Regions from separate parts of the Mus musculus genome. Here region 1 is linked to region 2. The links are chromatin contacts, called in public Hi-C maps. All regions are on one chromosome and are shown on one strand. Each heading gives the region's core, a stretch centred on a gene start, on an enhancer-like site or on the middle of the called end of the contact. The rest is flanking DNA. Distances are from core to core; before and after follow the strand shown.

Evidence for each region. Hi-C and Micro-C count contacts between places; a contact is called where the count stands out from the background.
Region 1: a Hi-C map of the N1E-115 cell line shows a contact between it and region 2, with 5 times the contacts expected there. The contact joins two enhancer-like sites. A contact is called at or near these places in 4 of 39 promoter capture datasets (the 3T3-L1 cell line, cranial neural crest and hippocampal neurons), 1 of 484 Hi-C or Micro-C datasets (the N1E-115 cell line) and 3 of 115 datasets of contacts at active chromatin or transcription factors (astrocytes, embryonic stem cells and pancreatic cancer cells).

The regions. Positions count from the first base shown.
Region 1 is chr13:63,915,529-63,922,329 of GRCm38.p6, forward strand. No RefSeq gene overlaps it. Among named protein-coding and RNA genes, the nearest start is that of Gm30950, 8.8 kb to the right of the region's middle. Within about 2 kb of position 1,838, at least 151 of the 459 cell types and tissues checked have an H3K27ac peak or open chromatin away from gene starts, as enhancers often do. A contact at or near this core is called in the N1E-115 cell line, where this site is marked.
Region 2 is chr13:63,332,661-63,339,097 of GRCm38.p6, forward strand. All of the region lies in intron 8 of Fancc (Fanconi anemia, complementation group C), which reads right to left. Among named protein-coding and RNA genes, the nearest start is that of Mir3074-1, 35 kb to the left of the region's middle. Within about 2 kb of position 3,856, at least 61 of the 459 cell types and tissues checked have an H3K27ac peak or open chromatin away from gene starts, as enhancers often do. A contact at or near this core is called in the N1E-115 cell line, where this site is marked.

The DNA.
Region 1 (6,801 bases), core at 588-3,087, 580 kb after region 2:
TCTGGGGGGGGGGGGGATGGGGTGGAGATCTCCTCCTTAGCATATGGGTGCTACACCCAGGCCTGCATTCTTTTGTGTGGTTTTGGCATTTTAAAATTCCACTTAAATATCATGACCTCTTTTTGTGCAGGGTAAAATGGGGGTATGGATTGTTGGGGGGGGGCAGTTATTAGTCAGGAATCAAGTCTTAAACTTAAGCTATGAATGCCTCCCAGGGCCAGGCTTATGGGTACAAGTGGGCTCCAAGGTTATATTATTAATGAGGCCATGACTCAGCTCTTTGGAAAGGATCAGTATACTGATTTACATTCCAGTTGGAGAATAACTGAAAATTTGCAGAGGTCTGGGTATCTTTTCAACAACAGAGAAGCCACAAGACACTAACTGCTCTTCATAGAGTGATAACCGATTTCTGTGAAAGAATGAAGACAAAGCCTTTCTTCTTTCCTTCCTGGCCTATCTTCCTTGCAAGGAAAATAAGAACTAGCTAGGCTGAGTGTAAAAGTCACACTCTACTACTAGAGTAGCCTACTGGAATGTTGTTTTGTGACAACATGTGGCCAGGTAACCAGACTGGCTTTGAAAGCCTGTCTTTGTCTCCTGGGTGATGGGATTTCACCACCTTGCCTGGCTTAAAATGTCTTCTGTGGTAGTAAATGTGCTGCTAACAGTCCAGGCTTCTAGTACACGGTGCTAGACACAAGTGTCCTTTTTATTTGCTTGATTTTGGAGCTTTCCATGGGTCTCACATAGCCCAGGCAGGCATCCAGACTCTATGTAGCCAAGAGTGTATCCCTCCCCAGTGCCAGGATTACAGGTGCACCCTTTAACTCCTCATTTTAAAAGAGCGAAACAAGCTACTTGTAGTGGAATACCATCAAGATGATGTTGGTAGGAGGTGCAATGCCTGAGGTAGGAAGCGGTGCCTGAGAATTCCATGAAGAAAGTGAGAAAGTTCCAGGTCCAGTGAGACCCTATCTCAAAAGATAAGGTGGAAATCGATGAAGAAAGACACCTGACACTGATCCATGGCTTTCCTGAGCACGCGCGCGCACACACACACACACACACACACACACACACACACTCTACAATGTTCCTAGGTGACAGGAACCTTGGGGAACCATTGGTATATAGGTTGTCTGCCCCCGAGAAGACATGATTGTGTGGATTGTGTGGCACGTGTCTAGAGTTAGCGCATATGTCAGCTGAGGAGTATACTGTCTGACACACTTTTTCCATGGCTCTATCTTGCTTAGTACAATGTATACTGACAGATGTTCAATATCCAACATCAACTGGTAGGACAGCTATGCTCAAGCAGACTACACTGCAGACAAAGAACCCCCTTGCACTGGATTCCCTAAGCTGAATATCTCCCCCACCCCACCCCCCACCCCACCCCCCACCCCCGGCCAGGACCTCAAGGTGGCAGATTTTTAGGTTCCTAGGGAAATGCCTTCTGGGGGCAATGATAGGAAATCCTGTCTCCTCCTCTTCCTCTCTTTTACCAGCTGGGCTGTGGCTTCGACATGATTGGACTCTGTCAAACATTGCCACCATGATACCTTCCTTCCCACAGGCCCAAAGAACTGGGCTAAGTTCATCGTTGTCCAGAGCCTTAAAGCTGTAAGTCAAGAGAAACCTTTGTCTTTTATAAGTTGATCATCCTGAGTGTTTGCTACAGTGGCAAAAAGCTGATTCACACAACAAAAATGTGCGAGCCGACTTCTTTAATCAGAAGCTGCCCTGCCACAGCTCAACGGGCCAGGGCTGCTCTGAGGTGGCTGTGCTCCAGGCTCTGCTGCCCAGAGCTGGCCTCTCGTGCCAAGTCCTGCCTCATTTCGTCTCAGCAGCGCCATAAATACTTCTTGAATTTAACTGCTTCATTCTTTCTGCACACACTGGAGCTCACACTGAAATAAAAGAAGCTCAACGTCTTTCCAAGTTCCCACAGGGCTCCAGTTGGATCCAGCTTACTCCTGTTTGAAGTCTGCAGTCAAGGATGGGTACTCGTGAGGAGAAAGTACAGAGTCTTGCTCGTGTTTCCTAAAAGAAGTTCGCACCTAATCACCTCCTCCTCCAGCCCTGGTCTCCTGTGCCCAACAGGTCCTTATTTGATAAATGCAAATACTATATCCAGCCAAGTCAAAGGACTCCTCCAACCGTGCTGGGGAGATAATTAATGTCTCAGGGCAGTGTGGGGGGGGGGGGGGCAGCTAGTGGGTGGGGCCCAAACCAGCCCTATTCTTGAAGAGAGTGTATTTCTTTCTGTAACCCCACCAAAAAAAAAAAGTGATTTTAATAATTCTGTTTGGCTCCCGTGTCTCATAAAAGATGTTTTGGGGGTGGCCCCAGCTTTGTGTGTGTGTGTGTGTGTGCTCTCTTTAGTTATAGGAACACACACTTTGGTAATCCATTTTTTTTTTTTATTCATCTCCTGGATACCAAAGGGCCCTCTAAGCCCTGGAAGCCCCCCTCTGACTTCTATTATGGATTTTTCTGGTTGCCAGTCATGGCCAGTTTGTTAGAATGAGGGCAGAGAGGGAGGGGGAAGGGAGAAGAGAGAGAGAGAGAGAGAGAGAGAGAGAGAGAGAGAGAGAGAGAGAGAGAGAGAGAGAGAGAGAGAGAGAGAGAGAGAGAGAGAGCGCGCAGGGGAGAGCCAGCTTGGGCAGGGAGGAGGAAGCAGAACAGCCTATGTGTGTGGTCCAGGCTGGTTCTCCCTTCACGAAATCCCGGGCTTCATTCCTGGCTCTGGCAAACTTGAGCGTCAGTGAATGAGTACCTTATCCGTTTTCTAAACACTGAAGAGGTTTGAAAGGGCTCTGTGGGCAGACTGTTACTATCGGCAAAAGAAAACAAGCCAGCGTATTTAGCTAAGCATTTTTAATATTTAAACATCATAACCTTCAGCTATGCAGGAGCAGTGGCTGGCAGCCAGGAAAGCTGGCCGAGGGAACTGGAGCTGCAAGTGTTCCTTCAGGTGGGTCTGCTGTCCCTTCGAGGGGCCAACAGGGCCTCCAGGCTTCCCACTGGCTCCAGACCTGTGTGCCTCATAGTGGCAGCTTGCAAGGGGAGTCATCCAGTCTTTTCATGAGCTTTGTGGTTTGATCCTAACTCATTGCTTCCCTATTCAAAAAGCAAGTCTCAGCAGACCTCCAGGAGAAAAGGAAACTGGGATAGCGAGGCAGGAACGTGAACAGGGAAGCTGTGGCCTCAGCATCAGGACCAGGTACAGCAAATATTATCCCTGTGGATGTGGCCTGTGCTCCCCACTCCAGAACTGAGGCCATAAAAACCTGCCTGGCCAGGGGCTGTGACAGACCACAGCTCCTCCACGGCGCTGGGGACCCCTCCCAGCCGGGACAGGATGGCACCAGACACCCGCCCACCAGACTCCATCCCACCAGCTGGAAGTGGCTTTCTGGTTTATGGAGCAAGACGGACCTGTAAAGTCAGTAATTCTCGGCGGCCAGAAGAAAGTCAGCTCCCCGCCCCCACTGGAGCCTGGGGAAGCTTCTGGAACCCCGCAGGCCACTGAGCCTGCCGGAGCTCAGCCAGGGCCTCCCAGGCCAGACACCCCCGGTGCCACCCGAGGGGCTGAATGGACTCCCTGTCTGCCAGAGCAAACAAGACCCCTGGGTGGGGCGCTGGGGCACAGCCTGGCGCAGACCAGGCCGGAGGTTACACAGGCCACAGGGGAGGACAGGGGACGTTTTCTCTCTGGACATTCCACTGGGGAAGGCCTGCCAAGGGCTTTGCCAAGGAACTCAGTCGGCCCCACCATTACGGATACACCAGTAAATGGCTCCATTCACAGAGGACAAGGCCCAAAGGGCCTTTCTAGTGCAATGCCTGCCCATTCCCCAGCCAGAGCTACCTCTTGCCAACCATAGGCTGCCACCCAAGGTTCCTGCTCTGGTTCAAGCTCACCCAGCTGCTCTGGGCTCTGAGATACATTTCCTGGCACAAAATTCCGGTTTCCTATTTATACAATATAAGTGTGGATCTGACCTGAAGGGCTGCTGCTGTGGGGATTTGTGATGGACCAAAGTAGTTCCTGGTCTAGAGACTGCCTGCGTATGGCTGTGATTGTTCTGACGTAAACTTTGGAATGGTTTTGCAGGGTCTCTAGATTTGCTGACAGCCCTAGGGCTGGCTAGAAATAGGAGGTAGGGGGAGCTCCCACTGGCAGGATGCTGGTGTGTGTGGGAAGGGGCAGAGGAAGGTATGACTATTTCCTATCTTTCAGTCTCCCCAGCTTGCCCGGGACGTGAAATCGTTTCCCGACACCCATGAAAGATGTTCTCTATGGCACACCTCCCCCCTTCCAGGAGACCAAAAATTAGTGAGGGGGTGTTCAAACTCCTCGGGTAAAATAGTGTGGTGTTCACATGTAGCCACCTCCTATTTGCTTATCATCTCTAGACTAACTGTTATCCAAATGGATTATATGCTGTGTACTGAATAATTCAATGAATAGGCAGAAAATGTGTCAGGCCAAATTCAGTACACAGATGTGATTTTTCCTCATTTTCCATCCACAGGCAGTTGAGTTAGATATGGAAATGGAGGTCTGACTGGGCTATCATCTGCCCCACACTGTTCTCTTGGCCCTAACCACAAGCAGCTCTAAGATCCCACCCTTTATAGCACCATTGCCTGTGACACTCAGCCTAAAATACACCTCTCTGAAGTCTGCAGGAGCCTGTGGTCAGCACTGTTCTGGAGCTCACCAGCTTGCAGGCAGTAGGAAGACCTTAGTGACTTAGTCAGGAGAGTAAATCTTGCAATCCCTGTTACTTTATGTAGATTATGTAGATGCTATGGCCCGCCAGGGAGGCTTCTTGTCTCTGTGATCTTAGACAATTTATTTCTCCAAAACATCCTAAGTTGGATGCCTACAGAATAAAGTGGGCAAAAGAGGTTTGAACACTGTGAGTGCTCAGGGGAAAAAAAGTCTTTTTACTTCACTTTATTTGTTTTAAAGGTTAAAAAATAAAGTTAGAAAGGTACAGGTGAAGAGAGGGCAAAGGAGAGTTGAAGGAACAGTTTTCAGCTCAGATTTAGTCTAAGAAATGACTGCAGCAAATGCCCAGGTCAGGTTTGCTCCAGTTGTTCAGGAACTGAGGATACTGTGGTATGAAGTACCACAGCAATTGGAGCAGTGAAGAGCTTTTCCTTTGCAGAGGCAGGTCTGCAGCCAGCATCCTTGGGCCCCTGGAGCCTATCACCACTTTCTATGGTGGTACCTTTGTTACCCCTGGCTTCTAACTCACACCATTTATCTTTGTTTTTTGTTTGTTTGTTTGTTTGTTTGTTTTAGATCCTGTTGCCTCAAAGGCTTCAAAACTAGTTGGGACATCTCTCAGAGGCCAGGGACTCAGCCACTGGCTGACAGACCAACACACAACACACAAAGTGGTCTCCTTCTGACCACTGGTGAGCCCCAAATTCCAGATAAGGGGATCTTCTGGTCCTAAAGTTATCATACACATTTGGTCTCAGCTAAGAACTACAAACCATAAAAACAAAACAAAACAAAATAAAACAAAACAAAACATGCATTATATGACTTCCTGGAGAGTCTATGTGCATTCACCGCAGATGGAGAAAGCAATAACATGCCAAAGAAATGATTCCACCCACATTGATGAATCAATGACTTTAATTAGGGTTACTGTAGATGTATGACAAAAAGGTGACTTATAGAAGTGTAGACAATTTATGGTCAGCTACCCCCACCCCCAGGAGGCTTCTTTACTCCCATATGACTGTGAACTGCTTTTGTATCCATGAGGGATGGTTGTGGACCTAGTGAGTTGTTCTCTTCCACAAGAAAATGGCGACTGGCCCAATCTTGTCTGCGTGCTTCATGCAAGTAATCAAAACTGTTCAGATTCCAAGATGTTGTGCTTGATGGAGAGTTCCACAACACTCTATCCTTCTCTAGCTCTTCCATTGTTTCCACTGTCTTTTCCATGTTTCCTGAGCTTTGGAGAGGAGGTGTGATATAGACGTTTTGTTATTTTCTTTCATTTGTGGCTAGAAGCACTGGACCACCATGCCTCAGCAACAGTCAGTTGTTTTCAACAGTATGACTAGTGTTGAGACTCTGTAGTAACTTCTTCTCATAGGAAGAAGAGCTCCCCGACCAGTACTAACAGTAACAACAGACTTTGGTTGTAAACATAAATGTTTAGAAAGCATATTTTGACACACTGTAACTCCTTCACTAGGACTATGACTTCTCCAGCCACAGGTTTTTTGGTCTCTATTGTAGTACAAACATAGATTCCTTCCTGAGGAGTGACCATTAAATCCAATGAAAAAGTAGTTGGTTGCATCCCATATCAGTTGTACCACTGTTGCACCCATAGACACATATTATCTAGCATGCAAATAGTATTAACATTCGGCTCCATAAATAAGCAGGACCATTGGCAACAATCTTTTACCAGCAGTCTACATATCCCCTGCCAACACTACAAAAGCTTGCCAGGAGGAAGGGATTTTTCAGCTCAGACCCAGCCCAACTTCTTCATGCTGTGAAAACAGTGTAGTCTTTCAGTAATCATTCTGGCACACAATCAGCAGCAATATCCATAGCCTGCATCATATATGTAGTCTCATCCACACTTCTGCTCCCAGCCCAGCAACTCATAGGAAAGTAACCTACTCCTGACACTGAGATCATATTCAATAACATTATGGTTTCTAGGTGTGCCTTTCTCACCCATATAGGATGCCTTCTGAACTTAAACTCTCTAATGGATATTCTTACATTTAGAGGCATGGGAT
Region 2 (6,437 bases), core at 2,606-5,105:
TGTGCATCACTTTTCTGACTTTTCTGAACCACCCTGAAGAAAGTTGAGTGTTTCTTTGGCTTTCCCACTTAATAGTTAATTCTGCCATGGCAGCTTAACTTGCAACATGGAGTATGTGCCATCTAGTGGCCATACATGACCATTACAGGCTGCCACACAAATGATGGGAGGCTGTCCTTTTCATCAAAGACATTTATGATTTGCACGCTAATGCTTTCTCCTTTTCAAATAAAGCAACCCATGATCTCTAACCCTTTGTCAACGTACATCTTTCTCCAAATGAAGCAAACCTAAAATCCTCATAAACTTGTTACCTACTTAAGAAATTAACAACAGAAGAATGGCAGGTTATTTCATGGCTTTGATCTCCAAAAGTCATTTAATCTGCCTGCTTCTCAGCCTCACTGTAAATACTAACAGTTGTTCATGCACTTGGACACAGGCCCAGAGAACACTGAAAGAGTTTCTATGTGTTCATAATGGAAAAATCCAAACAGAAAAAAAATCAAATTGGATCTCGTAAAGAAATACAACTCAGCTAAGTTTGCCAGAACAATTCTGTTCTATGTAGGAATGCACCTCCTAACAACAAAATCTGAAGACCCCCACCACAGCCACACACCCGCAGGCACAGACACAGAGCTGAATGTGCACTGAAGGAAAATCAGACCAGAACTTGATGCAGGTAAGGAAAACCATTTTCTTTTATTCCAAATGGCTTAACTACCCTACCCTAGCCACTGAAGACTTGAGAATCATGTGGTCTGATAACATGGATTTCTAAACAGTAAAGAAGAGAAGACTTAAGAAGTAACTGGGTGGCTACCAAAACCACAAGAGGATGCAAGAAAGGATGTTCTGACCTAATTTGTCAAAAAGAAAGCTGTATGGGCTTTGCTTCAATGCAGTGGTTTCCTTCTGAACAACTGAGCTGGTGATTCCAACCCAAACAAGCCACAGAATCCACCTATTCTCTGCATGGGCTGGATCTATATGTCGAGGCCTTCCTTTGTAAGGACTTCAGATTAGTGGCTTCTCCCACGTCCATAAACTACTTTAGATTCTAAAACAGGAAGAGATGAGCAGGCAGGGTACCTGCGAAAGTAGCCATGACAAGGGTTAATGTTTAGCCCCTCCTTACCACTTGTAAGAACCTCTTTCTCCTCTCCAGTCTTCACTGGAGTTGTCCCAGGACTTAATTTCAGTGTCAGTAAGTTGTTTCATAAAGACCGAAGTATTCACAAGTCCCTATGACACAGTTAAAGCTGATTTTCTCATCAGAATTAAAGCTTTACTGCATGGTTCTCTGGAAGCCAAATCCCACCTCTTACAGAATCCTTTCAAGGAGGAGGCGAATGTTTAAGCCCTCTGCACAGTGTTTCACTGCCCAGGTGGGACACCATAGGTTCCTCTGCATTCTAGGGCTCTACAGCCATGCTCTGAAACAGAGTATCTGTTGTCATTATATTGCCTACCAAAATGGGTGGGGGGAGCTGTCTCAGGTTCCATCTGCTCATCTGTTTTTCTCCATCCCACCAAAATCTGTTCCTTCTCAAACTCTCCTCCATCTGGCCTAACAATCTTCATGGAGAGATTCCTTCACTCCAGGGAAACCATGTCACCAAGAGATGCCAGGAGCACTTCTATCTCCCTTTCTTGTCCACCCTCACCCCTGACTTTCAATAAGCCTTGGAGGATAAACAGATGATGATGATGCCCACAACAACCTGTGGCCTCCTTACCTTACCAGAATGTTATCTGATAAGACACTTTCCTCTGGTTCCCCTCTGCCCGGGATGGCCTATTTCCATCCTTCAACAAAACTCAGGAAGATGAGTCAACACGGACAGTACAGAGTATCGAGAAGAGAGGTGAGGGTGGCGGAGAGAACTGTTGACTCTCTAGTTCACCCATGAAGCTTTCTAGCCTGCTCCTTTCATCCCAGGGGACCAGAGATTACTATAAACCACCTGCCACTCCAAAGAGGCTGAGAACACACAGCACATTTCTCAGGGAGATGGCACACTTTTTCTATCAATTGTTTTCAGACTCTCTCCCTTTCTCTCTCCCTCCCCCCCCCCCTCCCCGGGTGTGTACATGTGTTTGACAGGGGGGAGGGGACAGAGAGATGGGGGAGAGAACTAGAAAAGGTATTCATAAGGTGATTATCAGAGAAAAGTGAATGCCTCTCCTAAAAAGACAACGGAGGGTTAGGAAGAATAAAGCCCCCAGGTCTTCTAGGTCAGAGAACCAAGAAGGAAACAACAGATTCTCGAGTGACCGCTCAAGTCCGGGACAGATTCCCCTTTCTAGGCTGAGTTTAAGGTTGTTTGATGTTTACTCAGAAAATGGTCATTTGAGAAAATCAGCAGAGAAGTTTTCCCTCCAGTTTGCCCACCAGAGCATCGGCCCATCTCCCATGGAGCCAGCTCACCCTACTCTTCTGGCAAGAGACGGCCCTCTTTGTCCACAGATATGAGTTAAAAGGCAACTACAGTCACTACAGAGCCACAAATACATACAAATCCAAACAAAACCAAAGAAAGGCCTCTTCTGAATGAAGAGCCACATAGCCTTCATGGTGAACTCCTTTGAGTTAAAAAAGTGATTTGGCTTTAGAAAAAAATCTACTTATATATATATAAAAAAAGCCATTCACATCTATAATGTAATTATAAAAATGACTATTTTTATAAATACATACTTTCCTTATGGCATTTTCTTTTCTATTTTTAAAACGTTAAACATAAAACTAAACAACCCTTTCACGTTTTAGAATCTATTTTGTTTTAAAAGATTCAGGTTTCTTACAACAAATTTGAGCTTTCTTTTTAATCTTTACCAGATGTTGTTTATACTACAAGCAATTTTTTTCAGTACCCCATAATGCAATTATTGTTTAATTAGTGATAAATCTGTCATTCTTGGGCTTAAAAACCTTAACAAGTACCAAATGTCCTCTTATGTTGTAAGTTTACATGAGGTCTCAGTGTCAAGCAGAGGAGTGGGGGGTGTAAGTTACAGGATGTCCAGCTTTGCACACTGGACAAATACCTCCAGGTCTAGTCTCCGTATGTCTATGCTCAAAAGCAGTTTCTTGGGTCTCACTGCTCCTCAACCTGGCCTCTGAATAGGAAGAACTGCCATGGTCCACTATTTCTTGTGGTCTGTCTGTGATCCTTCTCCCATTCATCTCCCAGGAGCTACAAAGCCTGGAACCCCATGAGTGAAGATTACCCTGCGCCCTGGGTTTTCATTGGAGATAATGCTGGAGTGTCTGGTGCCCCCCTGAGGTTAACACTGGAAAGTGCAGTCCAGACCAAAGCCCCACCACACTTGTCTAGTTAACCAAGACTAAGCCATCCACTCCAGCTCTGGTTTAACTGCATGTACCACATTAGAGTTCAGGCAAGAAGTACACTAATGAAAATGCGGGGAAAGAAAATGCTAAAACATTAGAGAAACAAATCCAACAATGTTGAGGACAGGAGTAATTCTTTGGCTGTATTTTAGCAATGGGATTTTTCAGGGAAGTTTCTCCTTGTGAAGCTGCGGTGACTGCCCTCTTAAGAATGAGGACACTTCCTGGCCAACAGGAGGAACACACTGAGCTGTCTGAGGCTGGCATAGACAAAGACACTTTTTACTGAGCTACCAACTCTTCCAGGTAACAGTCTCTGACTTAAGACCCTGCCTCCTGCCTCCCATGCAACTACTCTTTGGGGTAGCTCTCCCAGGCCCAACTGCGGTGGCTGCCAGCAGGCGGATCAGCCCGTGAAGGAGTGCAAGGGAGGGCATGGGAACCAGGGTGCTCCTGGCTCTGGCACGTAGCACAGTGTAGCAGCCAAGCGCAGGCCACCCCACCACCCAGCTGGCCCTTTTCACTCAAATAGGGAACCCAAACAATAGCCTTCTGGGCTCCACACACAGAGCTGTAACGAGAAAACAGCCTCCTTGATACAAGCTCAGCCTGGGCACAGAGCACAGTGCCAAAAGGGAGGCATAATTAGCAAGTGGCTTTCAATACTTCTCCTGACGTCAATTTTTAAGGTCAGGTCTAAGGTTAAGGATTATGGTGTCCTGGTGACTGCTCTCTCAAAGGAAACACAAGACCGTCTGTTTTGGAACTTTTAGTCTGCATAGTAAATGACAAACTGGGGTTAATACCCTGATCTATTTGGGGCCACCAACTGTGGCAGGCAGCCATGATATTGGGGACAATCTAAGGTAGAGAAGCCAAAGATTGAACCTTAAACACAAACCGGTTTGAGAATGTATTTTTATTTCACAGGCTCACACATGTGCCTGCACACACATCTTGTTTGGAATTAAGGTGACTAGTCTCTTATCTTATTCATTCATTGCCTTAACGGAAACTGCCAGACCTCTGATGTCTCTAAAAGGCAGAAGGACATTCAGGGAGATCATTACACTTTGTACAACTCTTTTATCTTTTGTTTTTGCTATATTTGGGTAACTATAGAATTTCCAGAACTCATTCTGGATAGTCCCAAGAGATGGGAATATAATTAACAGTGCTCCACACAAAACACAAGTTATGTAGACCATCACACTTTAATTACTGTCAGAATCCAGCACTAATGCAATTGGCATCAGGTTTCCTAGGCAGCAAAGTGCAGCAGTCTAGCTGGGTCTTAAAGATCTGATACTGCACATGGCCCTGTCAATGCTGGAAGATGCTGCGCTGCGATAAATGAATCAGATGATGCAATTAGGAAGCAGGTTCTTCAGGTTACCCCTGTAATCACTCAACCAGGTCACGGCTTATTCTACCCTGCTGGGCTCGCAGGCTCTCTGGGCTCAGGATGGCAGAGGAGAACTGCCTAAGCCAATCAGGGGCTTCCAGCTTGTTGTCTGTATTGTAATTATCTCCATGAACCTCACGGCATAGAGAGGTCACATCCTGGCAATGCCACAATAAATTAGACCAAATAACACCCCCTTAAATCCCTCCCTCAACCATAATAAAAGCTCTGAAGCTCCCACACATGATCCTGATAAACTGCTTCTAAGCTGCGTGACAAGGAAGTGACAGCCAACTCCCAACCCAGACTGAGGTCCCCATAATACAGTGTCTGTGGGAGGGGCACCTTCCTATGTTCTCTGAAGGATGACTTAGGCTGAAAGCTTCAGCTAACAGATGCAGACAAGCATCAGAGAAGAAGCAGTAACACTAACAGACAGTCAGGCAGTCCATGGGACCGGGGAGCTTTCCACTGAGGGAAAGGATGATGACGAAAAGGACAAGCAACCTGGGAGGAAAGAACCCAGTGTCTTCATTTGGCACTGAAAGCAAAACAGACCAGAGATAAAGTAACTCCCATCACAGTGTGCACACTTAATTTAGAAATAGAGACATTTACAAGACAAGGTAATTTACTACCTTAAATCTGGAAGGGGCTGTCCAGGGGCTTCTAAATGATCTACAGAGTCTATTAAGAAAGTTGCACTGTTATTTTTAGCCTTAATAATCTATATAATGCTTTTGGAAATGGTAAGAAGTAGCAATCATGCATACAAATGCACATACATATTCGAGGGAGGGAGAGAGAGGGAGAAGGGGAGAGGGAGGGAGGGAGAGAAAGAGAGAGGGAGGGAGGGAGGGAGGGAGGGAGGGAGGGAGGGAGGGAGGGAGGGAGAAAGGGGAAGGGGGGGTTCAAGCAAGTGGTGCCTTTACAGTTCTCAATCTGAAAAAGAAGATGTCATGTTGCAGGCAGCCAGGCAGCCTCAGCACCTTCCTGAGCCTAGCCAATGACCAGGGCAGATACATGCTCTCCCATTTTCCTGGCACTGAGTGGAGACATCGTTACCCTGCACTACTATGGGAGCTTGCCTCCACTAGGCACCCCAGGGTCCAAGAGGCACCGGCAGCACTGAAGAGGCTACTGAGGCCTGGAAGACAGCAGCACTGCACCTGTAATGCTGTGCTATTAGCCACACTATAATCCTTAACCTTACATGTAAGTCCTACTTCTTTTTTTTTTGGATTTTTTTCTTTTTCGAGACAGGGTTTCTCTGTGTAGCCCTTGCTGTCCTGGAACTAACTCTGTAGACCAGGCTGGCCTGGAACTCAGAAATCCTCCTGCCTCTGCCTCCCAAGTGCTGGGATTAAAGGCATGCGCCACCACTGCCTGGCTCTGGTTGGTTTCTAACTAGCACTCTGAACACAGTAAATATCTTTCATATTTTAATGGGGTCTTGCTATGTTGTCCAAACTGTTTTTAACTACATTTTATTTATGGGGAGAGGGGAGACATATTATAGCGTGTGTGGAGGTCGAAGGACAACTTGTGGTAGTTGGTTCTCTTCTTCCACAATGTAGATCCGGGGGATTGAACTTACATTGTCAGGCATGCACCTTTACCCACTGAGACATCTTGCCCACGAAAGCAGATTGGTTTTAAACGAGGCTCAAC